Linked DNA regions of Zea mays: region 2 is linked to region 1. A link is a contact called in public Hi-C data. All regions are on one chromosome and are shown on one strand. Each heading gives the region's core, a stretch centred on a gene start, on an enhancer-like site or on the middle of the called end of the contact. The rest is flanking DNA. Distances are from core to core; before and after follow the strand shown. Region 1 holds the start of LOC100384376. Region 2 holds the start of LOC100281700 (aldehyde dehydrogenase, dimeric NADP-preferring).

Region 1 (4,563 bases), core at 621-3,120:
ACCTGCTGCGTGCAGGTTGCAGGCTTTGTTTTGTGTCGCCGCGCCATGTTCGTCTGCAAAAGGCTGATCTCCCTCAGATTAGAAAACAAACATACGGGCATCCAACTGCCAGCGCGATTGCGCCATACCAACCAGAATCGTAAATGTCAAGAGGGCCTGTTAATTTTTTAATTGAGGGCTTGTTCGGTTACACCAATCCAGAAGGGGATTGGAAGGGTTTAAATCCCCTCCTAGTCATTTTTGACTTGGAGGGGATTTAATCCCCTCCAATCCCCTTCTGGATTGGTGTAACCGAACATGCCCTGAAGGGGGGTAAAAGTACAGCCAAATTTTAGTTGGGGTCAGGTCTAGTTTGTCACTGTTGTTTACGTATTTCCTCTATCTAGCGAGATGTTACTATGTGGGAGCGGTGTTAGGCTTGAGTGGTTTCTCAATACCTTCTGTGGTGTAATAGAATCATTGTTAGACGAGAAGCGGGGAAGGCTTCGTACTTTGCATCTGACGCACATCGCACGTGCGCAGGAAAGTGGTGCTTTAAAAGAGTAGATATTGTATAAGCAGGAAGCACTTTCTCTATTAGGTATTATAATAATTTATAATATTTCTATACATTTAGGTTTTGTTATACACTTAGATATACAATATATTTAGATGTATAATAAAAATATATATCTAACAAAGTAAAATGTCTTATATTTAGGTGTTACAAATCGTTACAAACTAAGGGTCTGTTTGGTTTTTTTAGTCCAGCGACTAAAGTTTAGTTACAGGACTAAAATTTAGTGTCTACCATGTTTAGTTCTAAGGACTAAAAGCTTTTAGAACGCATTAAATAAGTCCCAAGTAGATCAAAATACCCTTTAGTGTTCTCAGCGTCATTAGTGTAACGGAAATAAACGAGGGACAAAAGATAAAATTACTATGATTTATTTCCTTTATTCACCTTCTAAGGAACTAGAGACTAAAACAGTTTAATCCCTATTTTAGTCCCACCGTTTAGTAATTTACTAACTAAATGAGACTAAAATAGAGGGACTAATCTTTAGTCCCTCCAACCAAATGGCCTAGGACTCCCCTACGATCCTACAAACTAGGACTCAGCCCACCCACAAAAAAACATCTGAGATATATTATGTTAAATTCTTTTTAAAAATCAGGAAAATCAGTGTGTAGCTACAAAATTGACGCTTGGGAAGAGCGCCATTTAAAACAGACCAACGGATTCGTTGCATGTACCGCCGTAAAGCTGACCGAAATATGCCTGGTAATCATCAAAGTTTAAGCCAGGGGAATCGCGGCAGAATCGACCGTGGTTACCTCAGCAGGTGTTATTTTACTCGCTGGACACAGGGGCTCGACGAAGTGGACGATGGGAATCTCCACTGCCAAAACGACAATTGTTTTTAATTAAAATATCTTACAGAAAAAAAAAACCACGGCCGGGATCCACGCGGGCCCACAGCACACACACCCATGACAACGAAACGGCCCCACCAGGCAGGCACCCCACAGAGAGAGGCCAGCCCCGGGCGGCGCCAAAACAGCTGACGGAAGGGATGACAAAATCCCGTCCACTGGACCCTTCGCCCTCGCATCCCACCGTCCACTCGTACCGCTCCCCCGCTCCGATGCGCCACACGCATCCGCTCCGGCTTGGGTCTTGCCGTCTTGAGGTCAACCTGCCTGCTCACCCGCGAGTAGGGCCCGGGCGCCCCGCCCACACCCCGCTCCCCAAGTTGCACGTGCGTCACATCGAGGCCGCCCCGTCCATCCGTCGACACGTGTCGGAGCACCCTTCTATAAGTAACCCCGGGTACAGCTGCGCGATGTTCCATTCCAAAAGCTCTCGAGACTTCCTCAGCAATCAATCAGCTTTCCAGCGATCGGCAGCTCCTCGATCGTTTCGAAGCTCCAATCCGCCCGGCCGCCTCCGCCTGTTGCCACTAGCTAGGTGATCGATCGAATGGACTGCGGTGGCGCGCTGCAGCTCCCGCCTGGGTTCCGCTTCCACCCCACCGATGACGAGCTGGTGATGTACTATCTCCTCCGCAAGTGCGGCGGCCTGCCGCTCGCCGCGCCGGTCATCGCCGAGGTGGATCTCTACAAGTTCGACCCATGGCAGCTCCCAGGTACGTCGAACAATCGGATCATCGTCAGCGAGTGTTAGTTATCCGAGCTAGCTAGGTGACGACCCCGCGCTGACCTCATCAGCTGGCATGGTGATCGGTGGTTGCAGAGAAGGCGTTCGGTGGGGAGAAGGAGTGGTACTTCTTCTCGCCGCGCGACCGCAAGTACCCGAATGGCTCCAGGCCTAACCGGGCGGCCGGGACAGGGTACTGGAAGGCCACCGGCGCCGACAAGCCGGTAGGGTCGCCGCGCCCCGTGGCCATCAAGAAGGCGCTCGTCTTCTACGCCGGGAAGCCGCCCAAGGGCGTCAAGACCAACTGGATCATGCACGAGTACCGCCTCGCGGACGTCGACCGCTCGGCCGCCGCACGCAAGAAGACCAACAACGCGCTCAGGGTAATTCACTACACCATGACCTTTCTCAGGAGAACATATTTATCTCCCCGAAATACTGACACTTGCAGTTAGAGGGAAAAAATATAGAGAGAAGTAAAAAAAAAAAGATTGATGTTTGATTTTACCAATGCTGCAACAAGAAACAGTGGATCGAATCGAAATGTGTTGTTAGGCTTGCAACTATATATGCAGATTCTTAGTTAAGAGGAATTGAAAAAGGTAGGCGTGCAAATTGTCCATTTGCAGCAAGCTCGATCGAGTTGTCCCTTTCGTGACAGCGCGCGGCTACTTGGGCAGGATAGGCTCTAGAGACATGTAAAGCGCGGGCGGCGTGGCGTCACGGCTCACGCACGCCGCGATAGAGACAAGCGCGGCAACCATGGTCCATGGCCGGCGCAGAGCCGCCGCCTGATCTTATCGCCCGCGCACAAATTACCACATGCGCGGCGCGCACCGGATCCGACGTCACGTCGACCTCATCTCCAAGCCTCTTCCAAACACTCCAATGCGTAGTAAAAAAAACCCAATCAGCTTAGTCTGACTTTTCACTGGGATTTCGCGTGGATTGGCGGCGCTTAACCATGAAGTGTCTACTGTCTTGCAGCTGGATGACTGGGTGCTGTGCCGGATCTACAACAAGAAGGGTGTTATCGAGCGGTACGACACAGTGGACGACGACGACGGCGACGGCGCCGTGGCCGAAGACGTCAAGCCGGTGCCGGCGCCGGCGGCGTCGAAGAACCCGCGTGCCAGTGCCCGCGTAGGGGCAGCAGCGGCGGCGCCGATGAAGGTGGAGCTCCCCGAGTACGGCGGCGGCTACTACGACTACGACGACCTGGAGACGCCGTCGGCGGGGATGCTGTGCTTCGACCGCCCGTCGGCCCCGGCGCCCGCGGACCGCGACTCAAACAACTCCGTGCCGTGGACGACGCACCACACGCACACGGACAACTCCAGCAGCGGCTCCGAGCGCGTGCTCTCGCCGTCGCCGGACCTGCCCGACCGCGACCACGCCGAGAGCCAGCCCGCCGCCGCCGCCGCCGCCGCCGGGTGGTGGCCTGTCGGAGGCGACTGGGGCAGCGCCGCCGAGGACGGGTTCATGGTCGACGTCGACGTCGACGACGGGAGCTCGCTGTTCGGGCCGCTGTCCCCGGGGCTGTTCGCGCGCGTCGACGCCGCCGCGTTCGGCTTCGGCGACATGCTCGCGTCGTACCTGCACAAACCGTTCTGATGCAACGCGACGCGACGCGAGCGCGGCCACCCCGCGCCTGCGTGCTCCTCTAGGCCACTGACCACTGACATGGACATTCTGGTCGTCGTGTAGCTCGGTTCAGGACGAATCGAGAGCCGGCCGGTCTAGGTGTAGTGCTGCGAAACCAACACCACCGTGCAGGCACACTCTCCGCGGGCGGCAGATCGACGGACAATCCTGCGCCCGTAGGTATATACCGGTCGTCGATCAGGTGTTCATCAGTTCTTCATTCATTCAGGTCGACGTGCAACTGGTAATTGTACAAGATCTTGGGCAGCTGCCGTATGGAGATCGATGAGTGCCGAGTTAGCATGGAGGACGACTGGTGGTCATGGTTGGTACAGAGCTAGCTAGCCGTCCGATCGGGTATCGGATTAATCTGATTGCCAGTTTTGTTTTTTTTTGGTCGCGTCAAGTAGCTGACATCTTAAGAATGAAGCCTACTGGATTCAGAGGCCTGTTGATGGTAATGGTATGGTGTATGTATATCGTCTAGTTTAGTCTAGCCTAGCTGTACTTAGAATTGGTTCAGGTTGGTGGCAAGCAGAGCGCTGTAATTTTTGTTGAGTGTTTATGCACTATAATTGCAACGTCATGTATTAGAGTCGCTCTCAGCGGTCGCTTTCTCGTGATCGAAAATTTTGCGATGCAAATTATCCTAATAAAGTTGTTGTAAGATGTAATTACGTATGTGCCTCACGCTCTGCTTTAATTTGCTGGCCTTTCTGCCTAATCTGAACGAATGTTCTGGTGCACGGAGTTAACCCCCCAAAAAAAGGCGCCTTTCA
Region 2 (4,563 bases), core at 542-3,041, 280 kb before region 1:
TACGAAATTAATGGCAGGATCTTCTAGGCTCCAACTCCATCACGCAACAACAAACTGTTTAACAACTACCTTACTCAACAGATTTTGCAAGTGTTTTTAGGAGAGCCATCTGTTGAACAGATTCTGTTCCTATTTTTCGAATTAAAAACCAGAGATAGTCCAGCCTAGCAAGCTAGAAGAAGAAGAAAAAAAAATTGTACAGTTTAGAATGAACTTACTGAAAGGGTAGTTCCAGGCTGAGATGATGAGCACGACGCCGAGGGGCTCCGGCACGATTTGGGCGGAGGACGGGAATGTAGTTATGGCCGCAGGTACCTGAGCACGAATCCCAAAAGGTTAGCACCGGGCCAGATAAACAGTGGCAGCAGGAGGAGAAACAAATTTATCTCTCCTGGAAGCTCCAGTTGCAGAGGTGGATAATAAATAAAATACCTTCTCGGGCTTCATCCAGTTCTTGAGCCCCTTGAGCGCAAACTTGCACGACGACTTTGTAAGTGATATCTGAGGCACCAACACAACACAGGAGAAGCAGCACGCGGTCCTCAGTTGCTCGTACCAGACAAGGATGAAATTAATCTTGATGTGACTACTGAGAACTAAACAATCTTGCCACTGCATGGTACAAGATTTGACAAATGCTGCTAGCAAGTAAACATGTGTGTTTTGTACTAGTGCTAGCTGAATTGAAGTACGTATATAGCGAGCAAAGTGTGGTAAATTTTGCGGAAGCGGAAGACCGGGGAGACCGTGGAAGCAAACACCACCAAGAAACCAATTTACACGCAACGCTACCCTTTGCAGAGTCCCCACAGCAGCTGGCCAGTTGAGTTGAGGGCGTGTTCATAAGAAACTGACTACCCAGCTTTTCCCAATTCACAACAGCAGCCCTGCCCCCTTGTCAGAAGAACAGGGCCAGGGCACGTTGGCTCCTTGCCCATGGACGAGGGGAAGGAATCACGTCGGAATTCCCCCCCATGGAACTCGTCACAGGAACATGGGCATCAGCGGTTCCGCGAGAGCGCGTGCGAGTCCAACAAACATTAAAACCCGAGGAATCGGAAAGTACAACTAGCAAGTAGTACAGTAATAACTCACCTCGTGGAGGAAGGACTCCATATGCGGCTTGGCGAGGTCCTCGTGGAGCGCGGCGCTGATCTCGGCTTCCTTCTCGTCGATCATCCGGATGAGCCCCTTGAGCTGCGCCGCCCGCCACTCGGCCGGGCGCGTCTGCCCCGCCGCGAAGCTCGCGCGCAGCTCCCGCACCGTCTCCTCCGCCATCCCCGCCTTCCTTCCTTCCTTCCTTCCTGCCTTCCTCCGGGTCCCGGTAACAGGAGAGCACAGCAACAACAAGAGAAGCGGACGCGAAAGGGGAGTCCGGTGGCGGTAGGAGCGAGGCCTGCGGCGGCGGCGGCCGTGTGTATGTATATACACACGCACACGTTCACCGGATTGCCCTAGGAATTGGATTGGACTGTTTGTTTGGGTTGAAAAGTTCTCTCTCGCTTGCGGGGCCGCGAGCAATCACTTGTTGATGTCGGACCTTGTTGGAGAAGATAAATTGCCAGGAAGTAGTACTCAAGGAGGGAGAAGAACCGGCAGAAGAGGTTCAATTATTAAAAATAGAAATGAAAAACTAATAATCTTTTTCAGCGGGAGCGGTGGCAGCACTAGCAGGGAGAAGGGCATGTCGTGACGTGCGGCGGGCGATGGGGTCTGTTTGGACTTGGGAGATTCCTTTTGATATTTTCCTTCCCCCTTCCTCGCCATCGCCCATCGGTCTGAGTGGACTGCTAGTACAATTCTAGAATGGCGAAGGCGACGGACGCCTTTCGTCGGAAGGGAAACGAAGGACGCAGGGGATGACGTGGGTTTCCTCACCGCCTGTGAAAACATCGTCACCTTTCACTGTCACCTCTCTCTCGGTTTCGATGGCGTTTCAGATTTATCTTGTCCGTAACAGCAATACACAAGGTACTCACTCATTCTAGAATAAGTATATGATTATTACAGGATGCGTGCTGTTTAATTTTTTAACTTTGACTAATTTTTTAAATAATACATTTATACCTCTAAATAAATTTATTATAGAAAATAATGGTTGATCTAATAATATATTAGTTATATACTATAAATAAATAAAACTTAATAATATTTGCCTAGAATGACTTTTTTTATATAGAGGGAGTAGGATAAAACATGGTTGAATAGCGAGTGTGTGGATGTGGATTAAACAAGTCGGTTGTGGGGCCTGCCGCCTACGTAATGGTGACAGTAGCGTTCATGTTATGGCCCTGTTTGGCACAGTTTATTTTCAGCTTCTTCACAAATTTAAGCAGAACTTCTCTCAAACAGCTAGCTTCTGCAGCAGCTTATGTTGTCATACGTGTGGCTTATGTGCAGCATGTGACCCGGTAAAACGACACACGCGAAACAAGATATCAGATATGTACTCCTGTTAGCCTAAATTATACTCAATGCAATCTTTTTTATTTATCCTGGTTTAGTTCAAAACTGAACTAGCGGATGATAAATATTCGAAAATAGAAATAAACTAGCTTATTGAAGCTTTGATTAACGGCTCTAGAACCGCTAAACCTACATTACACGCAATAGTACCCAGAATTACTACCAGAAAAATATATAAAAGATCGTTGGGCCACACGGGTTCCCCATAATAATTATGTCCCATCCCTTTAGCTAATTTTGCTCTTAATACAGGATCATTTAAGTCAGGTTTCTTTGTTATTGGGATAGGTGAATTATTTAGGATCCATCCCCCAAAGGAACCGGACATGAGAATTTTTCATCATCCGGCTCGAGCAAGAACGAAAGAAATAAGACCGTGGAGGATCCATAATAGAATAGGGGTATATAATGACTCAATGACTCAAGGTAAGAAAAACTTTATCAAATTATCTTTTCCGAAGTTGCGCCTATAACTACTCATTGAAAAGAATCCTATTCTTATCCTTAAATGCTCAATATCCAAGTGGGCTTACAAATTTGATCATGATCAATTGCTTTGTGGATTGTCTCTTGATTAGTTGTTGTTTATCCCCTTGATATCGCAAGTTTCTTATGTCCAAACAAAGTATTTACTTGTTACTAATAAAAAATCAAAAAGTTTAGCCTGTGTTCTTCCTTAGGTCCCTTCTTTTACTCCGATAGTATTGCGGATCAAAATCGATGCAAAGAAAATGAATGCATTTCCATACTATAATAAAAAGTAAGTGTAATAAAAATTGAATTGGATCATATCACATGACTTATTCCATTTATACTCTATAGGATCTTACGGAGCCTGTTCATGGATTACATGGTTGGTGGGGTATGATCATAGAAAATATTCTCCTCGAGTGAACCAGTCTATCCTTCCTAGATAGGGGACTTACGTGTTGATTGGATGCGGAAACACCTTTGGTCGTGAATTCTAATGTGGCAGATCCAATTCTCTATCTGCATGGCCAAATTAATAATTCAAGTCACACACTCCCATAATCCGCCTTATTTTCTTTCGTAAAATTCATTTCAACTATTTGTATAAAAATACTTCGAAGTTGAAGAGAAGTATCCAAATGACATGTCTTATTTTACAATAACCCATGTTTGTAGCAATGAAATACCACAACCTACCCGATATGATATATGAGAATTAGAATTCTCTATGCTATGCCTTCCCTATAACGGACCCGAAATACCTTGCTTACGTATCATTGGAAAGTGCATTAACATAAATATGGCAGTAAGCAGAGGTAGTACAAAGGTATGTAAACTATAAAAACGAGTCAAAGTGGATTGGCCCACACTAGCACTTCCACGTAATAATTCCACTAAAGGGGACCTTATTACCGGAATAGCTTCGGGTACACATGTAACAATTTTGACTGCCCAATAACCAATTTGATCCCAAGGCAAAGAATAACCAGTTACACCAAATGATGCAGTCAATACAGCCAAAACCACACCTGTGACCCAAGTTAATTCACGGGGTTTTTTAAATCCACCTGTGAGATACACACGAAATACGTGCAGGATCATCATTAGAACCATCATACTTGCTGACCATCGATGAACCGATCGGATTAACCAACCAAATTTGGCCTCCGTCATTATATATTGAATGGAGGAAAAAGCCTCTGTAACGGTCGGTCGGTAGTAAAAAGTCATAGCAAAACCGGTAGCGACTTGTACTAGAAAACAAGTAAGTGTAATTCCCCCTAAACAATAAAATATGTTGACATGAGGAGGAACATATTTACTAGTTATATCATCCGCAATTGCCTGAATCTCAAGACGTTCTTCAAACCAATCATATACTTTATTGAGATAGGTAACTAGCCCGACTCCCCCTTCGAGAACCGTATATGAAAATTTCATCTTGTACGGCTCAAGCAGAAATACACAAATGTTTCTACGGATATTAGAAAAAAGGTTCAAAACTCCATCAGCCACGGTATTGGATCGATTTGCCTTGAAGATATGAAATAAGAAAAATCCACAATTTCTTCTTTGTGATAATAATGCCAAAAAATCTCAAGTTGGCTCATCTGTCTTTCTTTCCCT

What was found. A called contact is a pair of places that touch in the nucleus more often than the background predicts.
Region 2: a contact with region 1 is called in a Hi-C map of bundle sheath, with 4 times the contacts expected there. The contact joins the promoter of LOC100281700 here to the promoter of LOC100384376 in region 1. A contact is called at or near these places in 8 of 25 Hi-C or Micro-C datasets (bundle sheath, ear, endosperm and 3 more) and 2 of 3 datasets of contacts at active chromatin or transcription factors (leaf and seedling).

The regions. Positions count from the first base shown.
Region 1 is chr4:214,323,067-214,327,629 of Zm-B73-REFERENCE-NAM-5.0, reverse strand. LOC100384376 reads left to right here and starts at 1,870. Exons shown (of 3, transcript NM_001322063.1): 1 at 1,870-2,129; 2 at 2,237-2,523; 3 at 3,128-4,370. The coding sequence starts at 1,964. The coding sequence ends at 3,754.
Region 2 is chr4:214,601,852-214,606,414 of Zm-B73-REFERENCE-NAM-5.0, reverse strand. LOC100281700 (aldehyde dehydrogenase, dimeric NADP-preferring) reads right to left here and starts at 1,791. Exons shown (of 10, transcript NM_001368082.1): 1 at 1,096-1,791; 2 at 433-501; 3 at 219-315. The coding sequence starts at 1,278.